Regions from separate parts of the Mus musculus genome. Here region 2 is linked to region 1. The links are chromatin contacts, called in public Hi-C maps. All regions are on one chromosome and are shown on one strand. The core of a region is the stretch at or near the end of the contact, and the rest is flanking DNA. Distances in the headings are between cores, read along the strand shown. Region 1 overlaps 4930527A07Rik (RIKEN cDNA 4930527A07 gene). Region 2 overlaps Pax6os1 (paired box 6 opposite strand 1).

Evidence for each region. A called contact is a pair of places that touch in the nucleus more often than the background predicts.
Region 2: a contact with region 1 is called in a Hi-C map of cerebellum, with 2.8 times the contacts expected there. The contact joins two enhancer-like sites. A contact is called at or near these places in 12 of 484 Hi-C or Micro-C datasets (cerebellar granule neurons, cerebellum, cerebral cortex and 6 more) and 3 of 115 datasets of contacts at active chromatin or transcription factors (embryonic stem cells, neural progenitor cells and stem cell-derived neural progenitor cells).

Annotation. Positions count from the first base shown.
Region 1 is chr2:105,521,211-105,527,746 of GRCm38.p6, forward strand. All of the region lies in intron 1 of 4930527A07Rik (RIKEN cDNA 4930527A07 gene), which reads left to right. Among named protein-coding and RNA genes, the nearest start is that of 4930527A07Rik, 48 kb to the left of the region's middle. Within about 2 kb of position 2,456, at least 19 of the 459 cell types and tissues checked have an H3K27ac peak or open chromatin away from gene starts, as enhancers often do. A contact at or near this core is called in cerebellum, where this site is marked.
Region 2 is chr2:105,605,149-105,611,684 of GRCm38.p6, forward strand. All of the region lies in intron 1 of Pax6os1 (paired box 6 opposite strand 1), which reads right to left. Gm35946 (a long non-coding RNA gene) reads left to right here and starts at 6,367. Exons shown (of 5, transcript XR_866617.2): 1 at 6,367-6,536. Within about 2 kb of position 3,218, at least 16 of the 459 cell types and tissues checked have an H3K27ac peak or open chromatin away from gene starts, as enhancers often do. A contact at or near this core is called in cerebellum, where this site is marked.

The DNA.
Region 1 (6,536 bases), core at 1,206-3,705:
TTTGCCACATGATTAAGACATGTCACATCTACCACCATCACCAGGAAGGTAGCAATTGTTGACACATCGCAAAACCAAAATGAACCAACCGTCATTTTTATGGTAAGATATTCGATGAGCTGATGTCTTCTCTGACATGTTTTCTTAAATGTCTGATATCTTGCTACCATTGGCTGTCTATGTGCTGGCATGAGAGAAGAGGAAATATGTTTTGCGTTTGTCATGTTGTTCTCACCCTAGTATTGCTAATCCCCTTGACAGATGAAGAAGCTGAGGTGTGTGGGGTGAAGCCTTGAGTTCAAAGGCAGCTCCTAAACTCCAAGTGATGTTGGACCTCCAAAGCTCCATAGCAGATGCAGCCTCACCATCTCTTATGTCCTTCCAACTTAAAGCATTAGTATGTCTTGATTTCCTGCAAAAAGCCTCATGACCTCAAGGCCATCATGGTGAGGGTGCCTGGCTCGAGCTTGCTCCTAGGGTCACTTCTGTCCCCTGTAAACAGATTACATGTGAGGCAGTGCTCTCTCTCTCTCTCTCTCTAACGCTCTCTCTCTTCCTCCTCCTCCTCCTCTTCCTCCTCCTCCTCCTCCTCCTCTTCCTCCTCCTCCTCCTCTTCCTCCTCCAAATTCGCTTGAGGCTGTTTTCTTGAGACATCAGTGGCTTTAAAGCAAAACAAGGATTTGCTAACAAAACATTCTACCCCAGATGAGTCACGGTTCAGGTCCTCCTCAGGAGAGGCAGCCAAGTGCGAAGTCTGAGAGACTCCAAGGGCTCTCTCTCTCTCTTCCCTCTTCACCAGACTGAACTCCCCAAACACAGCAGAGGCAAAGTCACGGCTGTTTGAGCACGTTAACAGGATGGCTTCTGGGGGGTGATAAAGGCCAGAGAATGGAGGCCTGAGAGACCTTTGTGTCCTAAGCCTTTGACCCCTTTGATGAGACAGATGTGCAGGCCAGGCCTTCCTTCCCAGGGCAAGCTAACCCTCATTAAACAGCAGGAAGGCTTCCTTGGTGGCAATGAGCAGACACATGCCTGGCTTCCCTGGCAGCAGACGGAATGGGAAGAGATAATCCCCCTGTCATCAGGCCCCACACCCCCTCAAGACTCCAGCACTGGCTCCTGTAACATGTGCTCACCTTGATTTATGGTTGACCTTGGGAAAGCCAGCCTCTGACTTTGGCAGCCTGTCTCCTGGCCATCATTTTTCTAGATGGAAAGAGCTCTTTTTGGTTAGTGTCTGTAAGTATCCCATCTAAGTCAGAGTTTCTCGAGATGCTTGCGGCTCCCCTGGAAGCCACTCTGCTAGCTTCCCTGGGATACTTTGCAGATGAAGGTAGGAAAAGCCAGGAGGAAAATTTCCCTAAGTTGGAGAGAGGACACATCCACCCTGTCCGCCAGAGTGTCATCAGTCAGTCTACAGCACCAACGGGCCCACCACCTTGCCAGACTGACTTAATAAAGACAAAGGACATGGGAGTTCCACAGTCATGACTCTTAAACCTCGTAGAGGCTATATAGAGTGTAAGTAGCACCTATGTTAACCAAATAGTGTCTCTAACATTAACTTTCTCTAACTGGAAATGTCTGCCTGGGACATATTGACCAACAAGACTTAGAATGGAGCTTAATGGGTTGACTCTACAGATGGTGGGACTACATGAGAGCCATGCTCTGTTGGACAATAATTACAGCTAGTATGTACAGGGTGATGATCATACATTGTACCGCTTCATCACAATATGCTGCTGGAGTATCAGTATTGTTCATATTTATAGAAGAGGCGAGCAGCCCAAAGAGGTTAAGTAACTTGCTTAAACCTTGACAGCGACTAAATGGTAAAACTTGAGGTTTGAACCCACACACACTGGCTCTGGAGTGCATAACCTCATCATGATGAGTTTAACCTTGAAAGCTGCCTACAAGAAGAGGAATTGTGCCTCACAGAAAAGTCAATCCTACTTGATGTTCAAATTGACTTTCAATGTGCATGTATTTGTGTAAAACACATGAGTGCGCACATATGTCCACATTGTAAACTGAGAGTGAATGCAATTCCCATGCTTGCACCCTAGCTCCTGGAAGCCAGGACAGGCCTTCCCTCTAGCACAATTTGTCAAAATCCTTGAAGTAGAGGAGTCCTGACTCTGACCAGAGGCCCCCAAGGGCCAGACAACTACTGGCCAGGAGATGGCGCTGTGTCACTTTCCTACTTAAGGCGCTTTTGTTTTCTTCCGGCTGGTGGAGGTGGGGAGGCCAAGTTCCCTGATTTGCAATCTCAGTCTCTCTGTCACTTCCTTCAAATGAGCTTGGAGGTGTTCAGCAGATGACAGTCCTGAAAACGGGCCAAAGCTGTTCTCTTAATCCTGTCTCAGGGTGCACTTGAAAAGGGTGTTTCCAAACAAGTTTGCAGATTCCATCTGTCACAGCTACACTCCTCCTGACCTCTTGGCTCTCACCAGAAGAGGGAGAAACACTCCCAACTTGCCCCACCTTGAAAGCAGCTTGGGCAGGGCTGTGGAGGAGACCCTGGCACTCGCTGCTGGCTAAACTCAGCCTGCTGGAGGAGGAACATTGCCCTCCCACCCATCCCCAAACCCCAGTGTTTGGATGAACTCCCAGAGGTCACATCCATCTGGGGCTTGGTGGTTTTGCCTGATGCTCAACCAGTGTTGGCGTGGCCTCTTTCTCAGAGCCTAGCAGGAGACTCATAGCCGGCATTTTCAGATCAAGCAAATCTTTAACTGACCTGAGAATACTCATCTTCCAGTGATCTCCACTGTCTCCCTGGTCTTCAGATAAGGAAACTGAGGCCAGGACAGAGGAGGGAGGACTCGACCTGATATATGGAAGATCTGTAAGCTAGATATGTCTCAAGCCCTGGCCAAGTCAAGAGCCATCATGTTAGGGCAAGGCATGACTGTGCAGCACATAGGACAAGCAGCTTTTGGATTCAGACAGCCTGGGCTTGCGTGCCACAGATCTTAAGTATGTCCCTGCGACTCTAAGGAAATTACTCTATGTTTCTGACCCTGTCTCACCTAGAAAAGGGAGCACAGCAACACCTATATCAGGAATACTAAGCCAGGAAATGCATACAGCATACACAGAAGGTGTTCTAGTTGTGTTTCTGTAGCCTTTAGTGGAGTCTTTGTGTTACTTTTAGCCCTAACCAGAGAAGCTAGATTGAAGCCTGGGTAGTGTCAACGTGCTGCTTTGTAACTCTCCCCCGTTAGACCACACAGTTATTTCCAACTTCACTTTTTAACACAGAAGTTAGCTTTCTCTATCCCTTTAAGATGGGGGGGGGGGGGAAGGGGGACAAAACCAGCCTTAGCATATGCCAGCATCCTCTTAAAGGGTGTCCATTTCCAGGTCTTGCTCCTGTCTTTCTAAAGCTCATCCCTTGGCAGACATAATCCTAAATATTCTGAGCAAATCCTCTAATTTGCAAGTGTAACAGTGATACCAGTTGGCTAATGCTTCCGTGAGAATTCTTTCCATCAGATTGCCTTCTTGATAATACATGCATTAAGGAACCTGAGATGTTTATGTGGATGAAGAAGACCAAAAATATAAAGGGTGTAACTTCTGAGTTGAGCCAAGGGGATACCATAAGAAGTCTGAACAGCAAGAGGCAGCCAGCTAGTGTGAAGTATGGAAAAAAGGCATCAAATGAAAAGCAGGTTCCAGCCACAGAGCAGGAGGGCAGCAGCGTTCACCTTCTGTGAAAGACTGGTGCAGCTGTGTCTTTGTAGGAACATAGTCAGTCCCGTTTGTCCCCTTCCTCTCACCACAGCATTGGTAGGGGACAATAGAAGTAGTCAGGTCTTGGGCCTGACTCAGATACCTTCCAAGGAAGACATGATGTTAAACTCATCTTGACTCCGGTGAGCTGTCAGTCCTGAGGGCAGACTTGGAAGAAGGCTCTTGCTTGTACTCCGGCAGGCTGAGAGACCGGCGAAGACCTTTAAACAGACCCCAGGCTCTGGTGGTTGATTCGTCATATACTTTGGTCACTGGGCATCCCCGATGGAAGTGTCCTGTGCTTTGAGAGGTCTGCCTCACCTAATACTCTGGTCTCATTGCATGCCTCTGCTGGCTCCAGACCAAGCCATGCTGGTCTCTTCCTGTCTCTGAAAGTCCTATGCTCATTGCCACCTGCCAAGAATGACCTTTGCCCTGGTTTTCAGTGGCACTCAGCTCACACAAAAGATCATCTCATCAAGGAAGCACACTCCAACTCCAGATGAACTGCTCTCTCCACCCGCTCTCCAAGGGCTTTCTCCCTGTAGCATGGCTTAGGTGGGCAGTGTAGGTTCTGTGCACCAGGAAGCTGCCTTCTCTCCACAGCTACGGTCCAGCAAAGGGTGGAGAGACTCAAATACTTGTCTCTGAGTGGCTGAGTTCCTCTCCCTCCATCTGTCTCCTCATCTGTCACAGCTATTCCTTTGTTAACCCCTCCCTTCCCTGTCATGCCCAGACTCTGAAGCCCAAGCTATAATGCAAGAGGAAATCATGACGATTTTTTCCCCAAGTCCTTTTAATCACATTTTTTTCCCTTAACTTCGAACACCTTTCAAAAAGCACTTTCATGGGCTTCCACTCCACCCTGCCCCGCCCTGTCCCCACACTGCACCCCACCTCTATTCACTTCTCAGCTGGTGGTGAGGTTCTGCCTTCATCCCTTGTCTGACAGGATTCTCACTAGCATGCCTATCCCCAGAAGTCACTCAGGTGAGGTGCAGCGCAACTCTAAAATTGTGAATGATAACTTGGCCCCCAGGGATGTGTGACATGGACAACAACCCTTGACCACTTGGCTGCCTCGCTCCAGGGTCATAATTACCAACCATTTGTTTTGCAGTCTTCGTCTATGATTTCCAGACAGCCCACTGTCCACCTCCTGACTTGATGAGCTACTCCTTGCTCCCTACTCCTTTCCCATCTCTCTAGTGTCTCCTTTCCAGCCCTCCTTCTAGATTCTTCTTGCTGTTCTTTGAGTCTTCTGTCACCTGCTTTCCTCTGTAAGTTGGCCTTGAGGTTCCCCACCTTCACTTCCACAGTGTCCACTCATTTCTATACACATCACTTGCATTCTCCTTCTAATATACAGTCGGGACATTTCTGTTAGGCAAGAGACCCCAGAATCCAATGCCCAGCCCACCCTGGGGTCTTGCTCTGTCTAGACCGGTATTAGTCTTAGTGACAAGAATGTACTGCAAAGCAGGACACCATGAGTAACTCTTCGCACCCTTTGCCTGACAGGCTTCTTCCATGGCACATCTTTCTCTGTAATCAGCACATGGGACCAGCTGATGAAGAAATAGCTCCTCATACCAGAGACCTGATTGGCGAGAAAGTGAGGAGAAGCATCCAGCCATAACTATATTTGTTTGGAAAGAGACAGCCTGATTCCAGGGACTTCTTGGGTCAGTGACACTGTCACTGAGGAGGGAATCTGTACACAGAGAGATTAGAAGGAGCCAGTTCTGACAGGTACACAATAAAGAGCTGGCAGGGACTGTGAGCATTTCAGAGAGAAGAGGGAGATTCTGACAGCAGCTTGACCTGGAAGCTGGAACTTTCTATTTACACTTGACTTCCCCTGTGGATGCATGAGGCAAACTCACCAGGAACGATGAAGGAAGGGAAGGGGAATATGCCGTGCACGGGCTCCACCTGCTAGGTACTGGAGGCAGGGGATGGAGCTCAGTCCTGCTGCCTCTGTGCTGGCTAAGGGCCACAGAGTCTAACCGACATGTGTCCCTTAATCTATGAGTCCCAGACTGTGAAAATTGTTTCTCAGGGAGTACTGGGGGCCTTTGGGGAGTCTTTCTATCTGGACTCTTCTCGTAGAAGTCATACTTGAAGGTTTTTCTGCTTCTTTGAGTCTGCAGAAGACAAAAGCAAGCCAAAGAAGCCCTCATTTTCCTCAGTGTTGGGGGACTTATCTGGCTTTCATTTGATCCATTCTAAAGAGGGTACATTTTCCCAAGACTGGCCGTTTATATCTGGAAGTTAAAATTGTTTGCTCCACTTCTTCTTTATCTTATTTTATTCTGTTTGGCTACCTAAGCCTATTTTCATGTAAGAATATGATCACTTTGAGCACACTCCCATACCCTTTTTGCTAATTCCCTCTTTCTTGGTCCTCCTTCTTGGAGATTCAACTCTTGCTGCATTTAGGGTAATCAGAAATGCTTCCATGTGAGCACAGTGCTCAGCCTTGACCAAAGCTGATTATCTGCTGGCGACTGAACACTACTTACTAAGCTGCTTCAACTTGGATACCCCATTGAGAGAGAGGAGTGCTCACAGGGCAGAAATAGGCTTTCTTTAGAGAACAAAACCAGCTGGGGACTTTAGTACAATGTTAAACACTGAGCCATCAAGAGAAACAGGTAGGGACTCGTAGCATGACTGCACATAGCACAAGTTATACTACAAGAAGATCACATCCTGACCAGAAATGGAAAACTATAACCCAGCACTCCAAAAGTACAAGAAATACTTTAGCCCATTAAAATCTCTAGAAG
Region 2 (6,536 bases), core at 1,968-4,467, 85 kb after region 1:
CAGAAATGAGACTTTCTCTGCACTCCTAGTGTCTAGCCTGTGCCCGTAGAGCCTACCCTTCCTGCCCCGCTGTAGGAAGGCTTTGTAGCTGGATACTCTTCAATAAGGCTACACCCTTGAGAGCTAGGTATGACTTACGTTCTGGTGTTGAGAACTGTGCAGAACCGGAGTATGAACCTTCCAGAAGAAAAAGAACCTGAACTTTTTCTCCCTGACCTCTGCCTGGCATGAAACATGATAATTGAAATTAGAGCCACCCTCTGGAACTATGAGGTATCCCTGAAGAACAATCTCTAAATACTACAAGAATAAAGTCGAAAAGGACCCGGAAGGTATCTCAGCTGGTAAAGTACTTGCTGGCGACGAAGGAGAGAAAAGCTGGATGGGGTGGCACGCTTGTACTTCTAGTGCAAGGGAGGGAAAGATGAGTGGGTCCCTAGAGCTCACTAGTCAGCTAGCCAAGCCTAATCCTTGAGTTCCAGTCCAATGAGAGACTGTCTCAAGTGGCAGACAGTACCTGAAAAAGACTCCCAGGATTGTTCTCTCTGACCACCACATGCATACATACAAACTCACATAGGAATGCGCTCTCTCTCTCTCTCTCTCTCTCTCTCTCTCTCTCTCTCTCTCTCTCTCTCTCTCTCTCTCCCTGGACCATCTTTCCAGACTTTTATCTAAGAAAGAAATAAACTTCTGCTAGTTAAGTTCCTTATTGAACGTTTCCTCCTAGATCACCTTCATGGATTATTGGAAGATAACCTTACTGCTAACACATCAGCATAAAGTATTCATAGTACTCCCAGCAAGCACAATGGCTGTAACTTTGAGTGGCACTTGTGCCCCAGAGTCTGTTGTCAGAGTGTTGAATACACTTTCTCTAGAAACCCAGGGCAGCCCTCCAGATGAGTACCTTACTTTCTACTCATTAGTGAGGAGCTCCAGTGAGAGAGAGCAAGCACCTGTGTGCAAAGATCTGCGCATAAAAACCAAGAGTTGGATTCAAATCAGGATTCCACAGACTGAAAGAGCTGAGGGCAGGATTTAGGAAGAGAGGGAAGCTACAGGCCGGGCAAAGGAACAAGGTGAGCCAATAACCTCCTATCCTAAACTCTGGGATGGAGAATTCCAAAGGCTGCCAGGAAGAAGAATCTCTCAAAGGGAAGGAGGAAGTGTGTAGCTGCAGGCAGCTCAGAGCTTCAGCACTGCTGTCTTTCTCTCAGCGCAGGAACTACCAGAGCAAAGGAGCTATCAGTCACTGTGAATCTCCAGAAGCAGCCCCCCCCGGGGGGGGGGTGAGCCTAGAGGCCCTGACAGTGAAGCCACAATAGAGGAAAGAAGGTCTGAACGAATCAAGGCAGATCCAGCTGCTCCCAAAAGCTTGGCTTTTCAGCACCCTGTTTCACAAAGCCACTGTGTATTGAGTGTCTGCCACTTGCAACAGGGCATTGGTTCATATATACATAAACAGGCTTTGGAAATGTGTCAGTGGGTAAGAGTTGAGGAAAAACGTTTGTTACATTTGAAGTGATTTCTGTAAAGTTTGAAGTAACTAATCTAGTGGGTTTCCATTGGCAGCTGTCCTGTCTTGTGCCGGTGTAGTATTCACAATCACTCAGATTTGCCAAGATATGAGGTGTCCCTGACATAGAGGCAGAGTGTGCCCCTTCACCTTGCCACTGTTCAAATGTTCTGGAGATCACTACAGTGTCCTCGGGGCTCATCCTCCCCTGAAGGGCGCTCTCCCTGAGCAGCTGTCACGAACCCTCCCTTAGCAGCTGTAGCCACCATCCATCTGCTCCATAAACTGACTTGGGATAAGGACTGACTGTCGGTGGCTACGTCAGACACATCATATTTGATTAGTGTCTATCTCCTTATATAAAATGGGCTCCCGAGGGATGCTTCTTTAATCTAAGTAGTGGGATTTGGGGTTCTTTGAAGATCAAACTCAAGTTTGCATTGAACTTACTCAACGTATCCAATCTCTACAAAGTGGATAAAAACTGCTTTTTGCTTTTTGCTTTTTTTTTTTTTGCTTGTTTTATGTCTGTGGAGCATAAGGGACTCATATTTGTTAGGCACAAAAACTGACACTGGGTGTTTTTGTGAAGATGTGGGGGCGAGAAGAAGGATCTCTTCCTCCAACAAGCGATCTTCACTGAACACCTGTCCTGTGCCTGCTCCAGGATCCAGGGGAAGAAGGCCTGTGTGTGGTGGTGCTGGCCCTGCCTCAGGAAGTCCCTGCATCCATCCTGACCTTTACCAGAAGGTGCAGTGGGAAAGGATTGATACCGGAAGAAGGGGCCTGCTTCATACACTAAGACCTTGGGAATTAGAAATACCATAATTGGCTTTGGATTCAGCTCAGATAGCTAGAGTAGCTAGCAGACATGAAGTCCTGGGCTTTCCAGAACTATATAAAATGGTGTCACAAGCCTATAATCCCAGCCTTCAGGAGAAGGTGGCAAAAAATTAGAAGTTCAGAGTCATGTTCCACTATGTGGTGAGTTTGAAGCTGTCCAAGGCTACATGAGATCCTGCCTCATTTTAAAGGGATGGGGAGGGGGGGTTGGGGCTGGTGTGGTGGCAAGCATGTGTCATCCCAGATCTAGAGAAATGGAGATAGGCAGGTCCCTTGGGCTCACTGGCAAGCTTGCCCAGACTATCTGCAATCTCCTGATTCCAGTGAGAAGCCTACCTGAAAAGAAAGAGAGCAAGTGAGAGAGGGAGGGAGAGGGAGGAAAGGAAGAAGAAGGAGAAGAAGAAGATAAGAAGGAAGAGGGAAAGAAGGAAGGGACAAAAAAAGGAAGAGGAATAAAGAAAAGCAACACAGTAGAAAACATCTTTTTATTCTAGCGGTTGTTCTTTCTTTCCTCTTCCTTCCCATAGTGTATGTTGGACACACCCACCCAAGGCTGCTCAACTCAGATTTGAATGATTCTGATGGAGGCCTGCAGTCCCCATGGCTGCCCAGTTCATGTCCAGTGCATCCCCAGCCATCAGCAAGTGCAGAGAGAACACTCTTTGTGACCCAAAAGTGCCAGCTTTTCCATGGGTGCTCTGCCTGAGTCTGACAGAAAACAAAATGGGAATTAGACACGTGTGGTGGTTTCAGCATGAGACAGTTACTCGGTTTAATGCCAAATACAAACAGAGAAGAAGGGAAGTGTGTTTGCCAAAGGGAGCCCTCCCCACGGGCTCTGGCCTGGCCCCAGACTGGTTGACAAAGAGCCACAAAGATGGCAGGGTCAGAGCACAGCAACCGAATTCCTGTGTGGCTCACGAGGAGCAAGAGATTTGGCCTCCACAAAACCAGCCTGGTGGCCGTGAAGGATCCTTTCATGCTGGAGTCTGTCCGTTGCCCTTCTTGCTTTTAAGTCCTCCCACTTTGCTCGACATTAAAGACTTTGATCCTCGATGTCAGACCTTCCTTTTAAATGCATCTTCCTTGTCTCAATATGCCATCTAACGCAGCAACTGCGGGTAACATTTCAGTGCAAGATAGAATTCAGCTCCTCAGTCACCCTTGCCACACTGCAAGGACCCCCGTGCGGGACAACACAAAATACAGACCTATCAGGCAGACCTGGTCTACTCCAGGAGCACTTTAACCTTGGCTTTCTTGATAGGTACAGAGGAAATGCGTGAGTATTTAAGCCAGGCAGAACTCTAATCCCAGCCCCCCATTTTAGCAAAGCCTGGACTGGGTGGACCTGTCATTGCACTGCCTCTTCCAAATGCCTCTTGTCACATGCATCTCTGTTCCTGGTTGGCGCCTTGGATCTGAGTCACTGCTGTTTCCCTTTCCTTCCAGCCAGGAAGTTCCTGGGGTACATACAACTCAGCTCGATGTACGCATGCACAGCACAGGGCTCTGCTAACAGCAGGACTTCAGCGTTCAGGAAATCACCTCTGTGGCGTGGGTGGCAATTCATGGTCTTCTTGCTGCTTCGGGGAAAGACTTGCAACTTGAACAGCTAAAAGGCTGCTTTAAGGGTCATCTAGATCATGTGTATTACTGCATGCTTACTGAAGAGTTAACCACGGATCGGGCGCTGTGCTGTGTTTATCCGCACTGAGTCTTCAAGTAAACATGAGTTTCACTTGCTAGTTTGCAGATGAAGAAACTCATTCAGAGAGGCTGAGTGATAACCCTTTGGGTACACAATGAAAGGCACAGTTGGTCTGGCTCCAAGCGATTCCTGAGACAGACTGGGCACTATACTAGGTTGCTTCCAATGTGGGCACTTAGAGGGAACAGTTCTTTCCTGGGGTACAGGCTCTGCTACCACCCTCATTCTGAAGCTGCAAGTGTTGAACCATAAATACCAACAAGATGATGCAAAGATGTTAAAGATGGGTGGAATGTGATCTGGGGCTCAAACATAACTTCCCAAACCCATCTCTCTCTCCATCCTGGGAATTTGAACCCAGAACCTAACAGTTCCTGGACAAGTGCTGCCCTGCTAAGCTACTTCCCCGGCCTTCTAAATCAGTTTTCAAAGCCAAAAACACGCAATCAGGCCTTCTTCTCCCAAAATATATGTGTGCAATTACTTAGGCTTAGCGGTTTCTCTTCGATAATTCTAATAGAATACTTAGAAATAGAGCCTTGGAGATAGCTCAGATGGTAAAGTGCTTTCTGTGTAGGCAGGAGACACTGAATTTGATACCCAACTATCTTAGGATTTCAATTGTTGTTATGAAACACCATGATACTTGGGAAGGAAAGGATTTATTTGGCTTATACTTCCACAGCACTGTTCATCATTCCTGACTAGGAAAGGGATTTAAACAGGGCAGAATCCTAAAGTCAGGAGCTGATACAGAGGCCATGGAGGGGTGCTGCTTACTGGCTTCTTCCCATAGCTTGCTCAACCTGCTTTCTCACAGAACCCAGGACCACCAGCCCAGGATGGAACCATCCACGGTGAGCTGGGCCCTTCCCCATAGCTAACTAATTAAGGAAATGCCTTACAGCCAGATCTTACGGAGGCCTTTTCTCAATTAAGTTCCCCCCATGTCAGATGACTCTAGCTTGTGTGTCAAGTTGACATGAGACTATCCAGTACACCATATCATGTGAAAGCTAGGTGCAGTATTTTGTACCGGCAAACCCAGTACTGGAGAGGTAGGGTCAGGAAGGACAGAGGCTTGCTGGCCGACCAAATGGGCAAGCTCCAGGTTAAATAAGACATTCTCTCAAAAACCAAGGTGGAGAATTGATTGAGGAATAACCCAGCACCAACATCTGGCCTCCACTTACACACTGACACATGCAACCACACACACACACACACACACACACACACACACACACAAAGAGACAGAGACAGAGACAGACAGAGAAGTTCAAGGCCATCCTTGGCTACTTAGTGAGTTGGAAGCCATCCTGGGCTTTTTGAAATTCTGTCTCAAAACAAAACAAAACAACAACACAAAGAATACTCAGAGATATGCATCTCAATTTAGCCATGAGCAAATTTATTATAATATATGTGAGAGGAAAAAGGAGGCAAAGAAAATCAAATATACAGCAGTTGGGGATCAATTAAATAAATAGCATTTCAACTGTAATCTGCAAAATTCATCATTTAAAATGTTATAGCGTGGATATGCATTTAATGGTGTTTAAATATTTTTTGAGTCATATTCGTTGGGGGCAGGAGCAAATCACAAAGCAGTATGCTCCTAGTGGCCCAATTTTGGTTACGGCATGGTGGAACACATTGTCTAAACAGAAAAACATGTAAGTGGAGGGGCCAGGTGGTATACTCCCCTCTCTCTGACGGACAGTGCTACCGTGGCTTTCTAGCATCATGTGTCTAGGTTTGCTGAGTGGCTTACCGAACACCTAATAGTCACTATTTCAAACTTTCCTCAGAAACCATTTCTATTGCCACAACCTGCATCTGGTGGAAGAGAGGTGCCTCCCTAGAGGAATGAGAGGCCGGAGCTCCACACACTGATGCACACGGCCCTTTCCCATTCCTGGACCAACAATTGGCCTGAACTTTTATGGGCAAGGCTATTTATTTTCCAATCAGAGGCTTTGAGTAGGGACTTCTAGGGGTAAACTGGTAGCTTTGGGCAGCTTTGAAGCATCACAAGAGGGAGGTTTTGTCGCCTGAAGATTTAGGAGGGCAGGCCCTCTGGACTGTTTTATTGGCTTCTTTTACATATGTATAGCTGGGAGCGGGGTGGGGCCACTGCTCGCTGGGGACAGGACCTCCCCAAAGCCAAGAGCCACAGAAACCAGGGGAAATGCTGGAAACTTCTCAAACATCAGCCCTTTGCCCCCAGCCTAAACCATATCCCCAACATCCTCTCTCCCAAGTAGAATTCAGAGGTGGGAAGCCTGGCCTCCAGTAGCAGATGAGGGCAGCAAACATTTAATTTCTATGATCTACAAATAAGTTTAAATTACTACGCTAGTTACAGTTGCTATTTTGTGTTAGAGAGCATTGGAAGGCATAAACACACCCAGTTACTGCTCCTACTAAATGCTTGCTCATTCGGTAATAACATCCTAATCT